Linked DNA regions of Mus musculus: region 2 is linked to region 1. The links are chromatin contacts, called in public Hi-C maps. All regions are on one chromosome and are shown on one strand. Each heading gives the region's core, a stretch centred on a gene start, on an enhancer-like site or on the middle of the called end of the contact. The rest is flanking DNA. Distances are from core to core; before and after follow the strand shown. Region 1 overlaps 5730522E02Rik (RIKEN cDNA 5730522E02 gene). Region 2 overlaps Vrk2 (vaccinia related kinase 2).

Region 1 (5,456 bases), core at 1,219-3,718:
GTATTCACTGAGGACTTGCTATGCATCTATTCCTCTGGAGACCATAGTGTTCAAAGCTATCATGGAGCCTATGTTTTACTGGAAGAGATTACCAGATAGAAACTATACAAGTGTAGTATGATTCCACCAATAGTACCTGGTGTGGAGGAAAACATAGTAATATAGGAAGTAATAATATTTGCATTGGGATTGGTAGTTTAGGTAAGATGACCATTAAAATGATAATCTTTAGCCTTTCAAAAGATGCTTTATATTAAAGGTCAGGTAAAATAATAGAATAAGTTATGAGACTATTGGGATGGCAGGGCATATGAAAGCACAAAGCAAGCATTTTATTTTTTTATTTGTTTTATTTTATTTTGCTTTTTCGTCAGGATTTCTTGTCTCATTTCACATAGGCTTTAGGTTTCCAAAGGCCACCTTCTATTGCCCAGGGAAACCTCAGGCTAAAAGCACCCTCTGTAAGAAGAGATGGTCTAATTCTTCTGGTGGCTATCTTTGGATGTATCAAGGTGCCAGGCCTGAGTCCTAGGTCCTGAGAGCAAAGAGGCAAATGTCTCTGCAACTGTGTGTTCCATCTTCACAGATGAAGATATGTGCTGCAGCCTACCTTGTTTGTACTCTGTATATGACTGTGAAGCCTCTCACTTCTAAGTGTAGGAATGTAACTCACTTATAAACCTTGTGTTTTAGTGGTAAAAACACATGACTTATGTCAACCTTAGCTTCCAAGTATTCTGAGCTCAGGCCTGTCAGTGGAACGTAAAAAACCATGGGATGAGCAGTACTGTGGCAAATGACAAGAAGATAGTATCCTTTTGCAATTATAGGATGAGCCTTACAGCTCTTCTTCCTCAGAAATATATATATATGTCATTAGATAGATAAAGAACGTGTACAAAAATCAAAAATACAGTCCATTCTGATCAAACAAGACATATACCAATGAAATGTACTATTGATACCAAATGCAGATGTAAATAGAATGAGTTATGAGACTATTGGCATAGCAGGGCATATGAAGGCACAAAGCAACAACCTGCTGCAAGATATGTTAGAAGTGTGACTGAGAAAGAAGAACCAAAGCCCATTATATTTTCCTCAACCCATGGCATCTTGGTTAGGATGCTCAATGAAAGTACTATTTAATAATACACCCACACAGGCCACCAAAGAGTCTCCTTCCTCAACCTACTGAGAAAGCTACTCGAGTTGACTGGGTCGGACTGACAATGAGGATGTTTCACTGACTGGCCTTTGCAGTCAGCACACATCATCCCTGAGACCCATTGTGTTACAAGATTGGAAAGGCAGCTAGCTGTAAGTGGAACATTTTCACCTTTATGAGAATTTCTAGCTATTTCCAGGGGGAAAAAAAAAAGCAAAACAGGAGCCCAAACTGTACTCTTTGCCCATCCAGGACAGAAAGTATGCTCTTTCCATGACCCAGGGTCTGACTTGCTATATCCCTGTCTCTGTCTTTCTTTCTCTCTCTGTCTCTTTTCCTCTCTCCTCTTTCTGTTCTCATTCACGTGTTTGTGCTCTCCGCTGCTTGTTTACTCTGCCTTTTATTTCTCTGGTTTATCACTGGCTCCTTTGCTTCCCATCATTTGATACATTATAAGTTTGGAATCTTTACCAGTTGTCCCCTTCAAAGAAAGCCCATTTCCTCCACATAGAATGTCTTTGGAACTGTGTGAATAAATCTGTTGAGAACGGGTAGATGGTTTCTAGGTAATCTGTGCAGACAGAACTGCCATTCAGTTCTGGAGCTTCAGATCAACCATCTGCAGAGAGAACCATCAGAAGCAAATTGGTATTTATGGCGAAACTGTCCTTTGCCCTCAACCCAACATCAAATTTGAAAACTTTCCAAGCTGTATCACACGTGTACATCTGGCTTTTGATGCTTTGAGGTGTGTGTCGGTGAGGAGGAATAGAGCTGATAAATATAGTTCCATTCTTTCATCCATTGGTGACCCAATTTTCCAGAGTCATTTTGCATGCAGAGAAAAAGAGTAATGATAGGCAGAATAAAATTGTGTCGTGAAAATGTGTTAAAAAAAAAGACATTTTAAAGATATTTGGTACTAGGCAATGACTTATCAAAAAGGCATTAACTACGTCCCCAATTATAAATATTGATAGTAAGAATATAATTTATCAGTACTAAGAGATTTTTCTAGTGTGGAGATGGATCTAGGTGCAACCATTTACACTGGTATGTCCCAAGGCATTCTGGTGGGAGCATCCAAGGATCCATGAGAAAAATAAAAGGCATGGAAGTCCCTCCTTGCCTAGCAACAATGGCTCTTTTCACGAATGTAGACGCAGAGCATGTCAATTCTTCCCAACCCCTCCCTGTATTCTTCTGGGAAGAAATCCCCACTCTCACTTTCTGCGTAACTTGGTGTAGTTCATGCTGGTGCCAAGTTGGACACAAGGGGGCACCGAAGAGCCACGGATTTTGCCCTCGGACCTTTCCACGAGTACAGTTTCCAACAGCAGCAAAGGCCAGGAAACCCTGGCCTTCTGGGGCAGAATACCTTCTCCTCAAGAAGCTGGCAGACCCATCAGCATGGTGGAACGGGAGGAATCAGCAAACGTCATCCACAGCTTGTGTTTACCCCTGCTTCCATCATGGCGCTAACGTTACAGCACCCCATGATGGTGGATAAAGTACCATATTAAATTCCCCTCCCTCCTTCCTCTGCAACCTCTCTACCATTCTCTCTTTCCTTCCTTCCTATTTTCTTTAACCAATTCAGCATTGCATCATGCTGTTTTAGAGAAATTGCAACAAAAATCTATTTTAGAAGAATCACCCGATATTAGAAAAAGTGATAATAGGCTTCCCAACAATGCATGTCAAGGACTGGCATCCTGACTGCATTCTTAACAAAGAAATTATTATTTTTCAATCCATCTGTTTGCCAAAGGAGACAGTTGCTTGTTGATTTCTTCTCCGAGCTTTGTCTCCTATCCTTACCTTAACAGTGAAAAACTGGCAGGGTTCTTGACACAACCCAAAGAGCCACGGGGTAATTCGTAGGGCAACAATAAAGTTATGTGCTAGTTTCTCTCATTGAAAAGGAGATGGGGAATTTGACTATTGATTTCAATTTTTCTCTGTCTGCGCAAGAGAGCTTGAATTTTATTAAACGCAGTCAATTTGTGATGAAATATTCTTTTTATTTTTCAAGATAGATTGCTGATTTACTTTCGAATGGTGGGAAAATAAGTCTTACCTGCTGGGTGCTGAAGAGAAGCACTTATTTGCTTTATCGATTTGGTCCATTTTTGTGAGATGTTTTCTATGTATTTTTTATTTAGCTACAAAACCTGCCTACAAAAGGTCCTGGCTCCTGGACTGCTTCAGTCTCCTGGAGAGCAGTTCCGGAAAGAAAAATTTGGGATTTATAAATAATTCTCTTGACAGAGAACCATTTCTTCAGTGGAAGCCTGTCCCTCAAGTGTGAATAAGCACAGATATAACTCCTGTACTTTTTGATTGGTTAGGTTCTCTTGTAGTTTGAAAATATGAATGAAAGAAACTTTTTGTCTTCCAAGTAGGACCTGCAGCTCATTGTCAAGAAAGAGGTGTGGAGCATCAGGGGTAATGTCATTCATGCAAAAGATGCTAGCTTTCAAAAACAATCCTCTGGCCTACACGTCTTTATTTTTGTATCAGAGGATTAAAAACCTCTTTTCTGAAAACAAAATTATGGTAATACTTCTTTGACAAAAAAAAAATCTTTATTTATTGAAAGATGTGTTTTTAAAGAGCATTCAGTCACAACGGAGAATACTTGACCTGGGATTCTAAGAGGGAAATGAGTTGTGCAGCTTTCAGTAAAATGTATGTATGCTTATGTATGGGAACCAGAGTGCATCTTGGAGTGAAAAGGTGAATCATTTTCTAGGAGTTAGGATGGTAGGTGATGTAACATTTGGATTGTTTATTTTATAACATGTTTTATAGGGAAAGGGCATTGGGAATTTTCGTCACAGTGATTCGTTTGGATACACGACACCAATTATGTTATATTTTAGGGAATGTTGGAATTAAATCATTTGACTGCTGGATTGTTTCCAAGTAGTATAGAATTCCAGTGGTGATAACCACTCCCAATCCATAGAGAGCATCAGACTGAGAGTTTTCTATGTAGACTGGAAAGATAAAAGGCAAATTTTGTTACAATTTAAATTGTGACTAGTATCTTAAGGAAGTAGACCCAAGACCCATAGCACTTTAATTTCCTGGGCAATCAGGTAAGACTGGCAAGTTCTAAAGAACTCTTAAGAGTAGTATAAGGACCTACACTGGAACCAGTGGCTGAGTTGTACAGCAAGATTTTTGTTAAATGAATGCTGGTTTTTGTAGAGTATGTGTGTGTGTGTGTGTATACACGTGTGTACATGCTTGTGTGGTGTATGTGTGTGTGCATGTGTGTGATAGGGCATAGCAAAGGGTTCTCACTACAGGGAGACAACTAACTGCGTGTGAATAAGGGCACTCACTACAGAGAAACAGCAACCAACAGTGTGTGACTATTGACAAGAGCCATACTGGCACAAATGTGATGTGTAATGTGTGTATGTGTGTGTGTAGTGTGTGTATGTGGTGTGTGTGTGTGTGTGTGTGTGTGTGTGCCCTTACATGGCAGGATTATAAAGCACACATACCTCTGCCCCTTTATCTTTTACAAGAGAACTGGTATGTTGTAAGTTAGTTCATATTCATAGGAGGTCAGTTAATTTTCTTCAGCTTTTAGTCATGCATAGAAGACAGCTAAAGATAGCAGATCTAAACCATTTCTTCTCCAGTATGTGCCTAAAGGTACTGATGCTGGGCTTTGAGAATACATTTAAATGTTAGAGGAAGTAGGATTTCTAGGCCAGTGATGGAAGTTAAATAGGTCCCTTTGTTTTGAACAGGGAGTGTGTAAAGGCTTTCCCTTTGAATAAGGATGGAAGCTAAAATACTTTTCTAGGACCGTTTCCGAATTTAATAACGTTGGCACTCAGGAATTTCAGTTTTCCCATCTATGGAGTGATCATCATTTGCACATTGCACATGGTAACCCATTCCCCACGGCTTATAGTTGTGCTTGTTTGGGACAAGGGCATTTGACAGGTGTTGGCTGCGGTTGTTCCCATTCTAAGTTTCCAGGCAGTGCATATGAAGGCAGTCTGGGAACACTTGCTGATCACTGGCAAGAGAGAAAGCGCTTGTAGGTGAGGCTGAGGTGGCAGGGTAGGAAGTAGTAACTGGAGCTTGCAGACAATAAACTTGCAACAGTTTTGCCAATTTGTCCATTTTTGAATTGTTTTGCAAAGGGATAGGAGGAAGAAAACTAAAGCAGTGATAACTGTGGATTCCCTGACCAGCACCTTTTCATATTTCCACTTCCATCCTTATAATTCATCATGAGGAGCCATTTGCCCATTCCCAG
Region 2 (6,049 bases), core at 1,465-3,964, 630 kb before region 1:
CAAACAGAAAGTAAAAGTTTGAGTTTTGGGGACTCTACATGAGGACCTACAAATAATGATAACATTAGTTATGAAATGCAACTGAAAACCTTATGTAGTTCACTGAATTATGCAAACATATGTTTTCAAGAGAGAACAATTCATAATACACTTTCTGTCTAAGTGAATACAGTGAATTAAGGCAAATAGACTGTATCATTGAGCTGCAGAGCAAGGATGGAGCAGTGCTGGGGAGGAAATTCCAACCTTGCTTGTGGATTCCTACTCTGGAACGTTTTTCATTTCTTGGTTCAGTTGGCCTTTTCAATGGGTTGGGCAAGTTTACAATGAAACAAGTAGCTTTAAGATTTAAAAGATTTTCAATTTCAAATAAATTATGCTTATTTCATTTGTATGCATTTTTTATCTACAGGCATGTATATGCATTGTGTGTATCTGGTGCCTGCAGATGCCAGAAGTCGGTGTTATACCTCCTGGAACAGATGTTTGTGAGCCCCCATATAGATGCTGGGAACCAAATCTGGGTCCTCTGCTAGAGTAACAGGCAGTCTTAACCACCAAGCCTATCTCTAAAATTTTTCAAATGGTTATTCTGTGCTGGGTGCGAAACTAAGAATCTTTGTACCTATAAGGCATGTGTTCTACCGCTGAGTCAACCTTATTGTTCCCAGAGATTTCTAATACTCAACTAATGTTTTTTGAGTTAACAAGCATTATACTTATTCTCTGTGCAGTAGCTAGATTGTGGACATGAAAGAATTTAATTTCCCTAGAACAGGTCAGGAGGTTTTGTCTCTCTTTGACATGCTTCTTAGGCTAGGAACACATGACCATTCCGTGTAACATTATAAAGGTTTCTGTAGCACGGAGAGCACTGGTAAAATATTTGCTTACCCCCAATGAAGGAGCTAGAGAAAGGACCCAAGGAGCTAAAGGGGTCTGCAGCCCTATAGGAGGAACAACAATATGAACTAACCAGTACCCCTCAGAGCTTGTGTCTCTAGCTGCATATGTAGCAGAGGATGGCCTAGTTGGTCATCAATGTGAGGAGAGACCCTTGGTCTTACAAAAATTATATGCCCCAGTAGAAGGGAGTGCCAGGGCCAGGAAGCAGGAGTGGGTGGGTTGGGAAGCAGGGTAGGGGGAGAGTATAGGGTACTTTTGGAGAGGAAACTAGGAAAGGAGATAACATTTGAAATGTAAATAAAGAAAATATCTAATAAAATTTTTTTAAAATGCTTGCTTACCATACTCATTAACGGAGCATATATAGTGAAAGACTGAAAATTTGATAATATATTTAATTAGATAAGACTGAACTATAATAGTGAAGTGAACTTGGCTCTCAAAGGCCTATTTTACATGAAGACCAGTTTATGAAATATTGATTTCAGCTGTGTCCCTCAGCTGGAGGTAGCTAGAGTTCCTGGGAAGTTTCATTCCACATTCATTCATTCACATTGGTTTGTTTTTCTCTCCTCTTGTGTGTAGCCAGTATCTCGCAAACGTGTGTCAGAATATCCTTTTTGAGCAGTAAAGGTTGTGATTAGGAATTCCTGTAATAGAAAAAGAACTTGTGCACACATCTGTACAAATGGAGCCATTCTATTAATGGGAGATTTTTTCACAGAAGAAATCATTGCATAACAGCATGGTAGAGATTGTGTTTCTATTTTAATACTAGAGCCAAATCCTGCATTAAGAAATATTGAAGTCCAACCACAAAACATACAGCACCCATGGGCCTGGCCTTCTACTGGATTGAAGGTCCTTTAATAACTCAGTACTCAAATAGCAGTTAAGATGAGAATGTGTAAGGGTAACCATATGCTGTGCTTTTATAACAATCAGAGTAGCTACAACATATAGCACCTTTAAAACTATGTATGGTGACCTAGAGTAGCTACACATGTGGTGGCACAATTGTTCTTAGTAGATGCTTCTATAAATTAAAGACCTAGTTCACTCAGTGACTTTTTAGAGTTTACTTCATTAAGGACAATGAAATGGAATACCTGTTTACAACAGCTTTAACAGCCACATATTGCTCAGGATATTATATATCCCTGCACAGATGAACATTCAAGTAGTAGAATAAATATAAATACCACCTTATTGTTTTTATAACAGCTTGGAATGCTGATAAAATGACTTTATTTTATAGGCGTGTTAGTCATTAATTCAATGACTTATTACCAAGCGTCAGTTGAATTTAACAAGTCTTAGTTCTCACTGCCTTTTGATATAAGGTACTTGAGAAAAAAAAATATGTCAAAATGAGATGAAATTAGTCCACAGTATTTAAGAGTTTGTTAATTATGATATTTACTGGGATCTGATCATGTTCTTTTACTATGTTTTAATAAAAGCCATCTTACAATAAGTCTCTATTTTACTTCAGAACTTCCTTCTCCACCATACCTCTGGACCACATTCCCCTCATGCTTGCCTCACCTCTGGCTTTCAGATTTAAGACTAGTAGTTTTGTGCAGAGCTTCTCGTATCTGAAGATATGGGAAGCACTTGGGAGCTGTGTGCCCATGGTTGTGGTTCTTCCACAGAACTGCATCTTCTTGGGCCTGGTTTTAAAGACTGCACACTAGATGGCAGTTTTGTCATATTCTTCTGGCTTCAAGTGCAACCACTGGTGTGACAGAATAGGAAAGACCTTCAGTGTTTAGTCTGCACTCAGAGGGTCTCTGCGTGACCGCGGCAAACCCCATGGACTTCCTTGAACATGTGTTAGCAATTTAGCTGCAGACATTTATTTCTTTGTTTTACTGCTTGGCTCTTTGAGAAAGTGTTGGTGCCGGGTTATGGGTTGTCTGGATCATGTCAGAGGCCATGGGATCAAGTTCATATGACAGGCTAGACTAAGGAAAGATGAAGTTGGAGGAGGTGAAGAAACTGACCCTTACTTCAGCAGCCAGTCGCTGCCTGTCTGTGGACCGAGGCCAGAGACCCAGACAGTTAATGTTACTCCAGCTGAGTAAACATGACGCTCTACCCATTTGGCCTTTGCATATTTCGTCAATGGGAGCTCACTCAAAGATTTCTCTATTTCTCACGAGCTTTCTCATCCTCCCCTTTCTGCAGCCCCGTCCAGGAGGAGTGATGTTGAAATCCTTGGTTACTGCATGCTGCACTGGCTCTTCGGGAAGCTTCCTTGGGAAGCAAAGCTGGACGACCCTGTGGCTGTCCAGACTGCTAAAACCAAGTAGGTATTCTCCAACCCCCTGCCCCTTTATGCAGTAGGACCGACAGCAGGGACTAGAAAAGACAGAGAGAATGGCCCCTTGGCACCAGTGAAAATAAACTAATGTCGTCAGCTTGAAAAATACTTTTTAAAAACCAGAATCACGAAGACATAAAAATATCTGTACTTGATAATTTTACAGTGCAGATGTAAAATAAAACATCAGTTTCCAGACAAGCTGTTTTCTGGCACTTAGATCCTATGGTGGTGTGTACAAGATGGACTGTTTGTAAATTAGTGTGGGCCTGGGTATGGAAGCAGTCTGGTTTTGGTGTGATCGGTATCTACTGTGCAGAGGAGCAGGGTGAGGTGGGAGAGGGGGCTTGTGTTTCTCAGGGGAGAACAGCATACCTCATACTCCTGTCTCCAAAAGCATATCTTTTTTCTTTTTTGAAGTAGAAACAAAGAAAACTTTTACATGAGCTGTTTATATGAAACATACTTGCAGCCACATAAATCTTACAAATATAGACTACATTCAAAGTTTATTACCTTGATGCTGTTAGCACAAGGAGGTCAGTTTTAGAACAAAGTGCGTTTTACAAGTCTCTCACTGGTCAGCTGGTCCAAGGTACAGAGTGGGCAGCTTTTCCTCACATTCTAAGGTAAACTGAAATAGTTATCTATGGAGAGATTGCTGTGCACTGGAGTTTTAGGAAAACATATAATAAAAATAGACACCAAGGGCAGCTCAGCCAGATAAGTCAATCTTCAGATGTAAATGTTGTTTTGGACTGGGTCTTACTCTGTAGCCCATGATGGCTTCAACCTCATGATTCCCTTCTCAGCCTCGCAAGTGCTTGGATTAGAGATGCAGCCACCACACTTAGATTCACTGTAGGATCTGTGCCCAAGACAGAAGGTTTGGACTAAAGGCTAGAAATGACAGATCTCTACAAACTGACATGTACAGTTCTTGTGCTTGAAATCTTGAACACCCTAGTCCCTGACACATTTGTGCAAGTTGAGACTCTGACGAGTTCTGTTCATTTCCGTCCTCTTATAACTGGCACCCTCCACACTGCAGCACAGTGAATGCATGGACATCAACACTCCTATAAGCAGTTCTTGTATACACTTTGTGAGCTCAGCTTAGCTAATTTACGTAGTGTACTTTAGTTAAAGGCCAGGATTTTAACCTAACAATCCCTGGCAGGCTTTCTTTTATAAGACTAATAAATGGTTTGTTTTAGTCTTGTATCAGCATGTATATAGAGGATAACATTTTATTAACTAGTGAATAATATGTCCACATGTATTCATGTATAGTAAAAGGGTACTACATAAAATAGGGTTTTAATAAGTGAAATATTATCTTGACTTTACATATATTGTCTTCATCTTTATTTGATTAACAATACAAATCCAAATACTAATATATTATGTATCAAAATTTAAAAATCTTTCGATTTCCTATGTAATAAGTGCTCCTTTCTTCGCCTGTGAAGGTATAATGTGAGGCAGGATGGCAGGTTTGGCCACAGCTCTGTGTCCCTCTGTTTCTGCTGTCATGAGTCACTTAAGATCACCATGTGCTTTTCCACTTGTGTTTCTCTGTGAATCATTCACTTTATTTATAATTTTAGTTGAGGCTTTATATATTTTTGCTACAGTAAATTAAGAAAGTGATATTTAGCCCCAACTGGAAAGCATTTACCAGGTGTTTGTTGTATTGATATTTCTTCTTAACTTATTTAACCATTTGGTTATATAAACTCTTGCCTGGACAGGGCAAATGCACACCGAGAACTAAAAATCACCCCTTTTCAGTAATCGATACATCAGGAAAATGACTCCACAGAGACACCAAGGCATTCGTGCCCACAGTTCACTAGGGAGACCAGAAATGATGAGACAGAGTGGCCTCTCCTCTGTGGAGGAAATCAAATGTCTATTTTCCCACCCAGAAACCTGCTAACATTTGCTTACATTGCTGACATTTCCTGGGGGAAGCAAACCTCCCCCAAAGGCCGCAGAATATTTATCCCAGGCTCTCTCTCCCTAGACCTTGATCTGTTGGTTCCCAGTTGGTAGAATCCTTAGGGGATGTCACATGAATTTTATGGCATACTGATGTCAATGTTATCTCAGAGAAGATACAAGATTCTAGTCCTTTTAGCTATACACCCCACCTTCAGATTCACATATACTTTTCAAAGAGTTTCTAGGTAGTCCCACCCTGAGATTTACTCTGCACCTAGAGTTGAAATGATCATTGCCTAGAAAGCTTTTCCCCAAATTCTACTATGTTTAGATGTGCTGACAATATATCCCTGGCAGACTCTTTGAAGTTTTGATCCAGGTTGAAAAAGTCAGTCTGAACCAAGTTTCCATTCTCATCACTTTTGCTGCCTGCCATAGCATCCACAGAGACCCACACACCTTTAAATATAAGAGGAATAAAAGATTTCCCCAACTACACCTAGCTTTTTATGTATTTTCTATTCTTCTTTAGGAAACATCATAGCAAACATTCTACAGTCCTCAATTGTGTACAATTTGAGTTAAGGCCTCTAGGTAGTTACAACTGTAAAACTGACCAATAAGAACTAAGGAATGCCCTCTCCCACTTTGCTAATCCTCCTATCCACTACAGTTGGGTACAAAAAGGGCACAATTGTGTCCTATCAACACAGAATCAGAGTTTTATGTTCTACCTGAAACAGGGAGCCTGGGCTGAAGACACTCACCATGTGCTGTCTGTTTTCTGTTTAGCCTGCTGGATGAACTCCCAGAGTCGGTGCTTAAGTGGGCTCCTTCTGGAAGCAGTTGCAGTAAGTTGGACCATAAAAC

The links. A called contact is a pair of places that touch in the nucleus more often than the background predicts.
Region 2: a Hi-C map of cortical neurons shows a contact between it and region 1, with 4 times the contacts expected there. The contact joins two enhancer-like sites. A contact is called at or near these places in 5 of 484 Hi-C or Micro-C datasets (the HPC-7 cell line, cerebral cortex, cochlea and 2 more).

The regions. Positions count from the first base shown.
Region 1 is chr11:25,859,968-25,865,423 of GRCm38.p6, reverse strand. The region is part of intron 2 of 5730522E02Rik (RIKEN cDNA 5730522E02 gene); the gene reads left to right. Among named protein-coding and RNA genes, the nearest start is that of Gm51856, 79 kb to the right of the region's middle. Within about 2 kb of position 2,468, at least 18 of the 459 cell types and tissues checked have an H3K27ac peak or open chromatin away from gene starts, as enhancers often do. A contact at or near this core is called in cortical neurons, where this site is marked.
Region 2 is chr11:26,486,941-26,492,989 of GRCm38.p6, reverse strand. It overlaps Vrk2 (vaccinia related kinase 2), which reads left to right. Exons shown (of 13, transcript NM_027260.3): 9 at 3,097-3,217; 10 at 5,972-6,030. Among named protein-coding and RNA genes, the nearest start is that of Fancl, 100 kb to the right of the region's middle. RefSeq lists an enhancer at 1,257-3,902. Within about 2 kb of position 2,714, at least 52 of the 459 cell types and tissues checked have an H3K27ac peak or open chromatin away from gene starts, as enhancers often do. A contact at or near this core is called in cortical neurons, where this site is marked.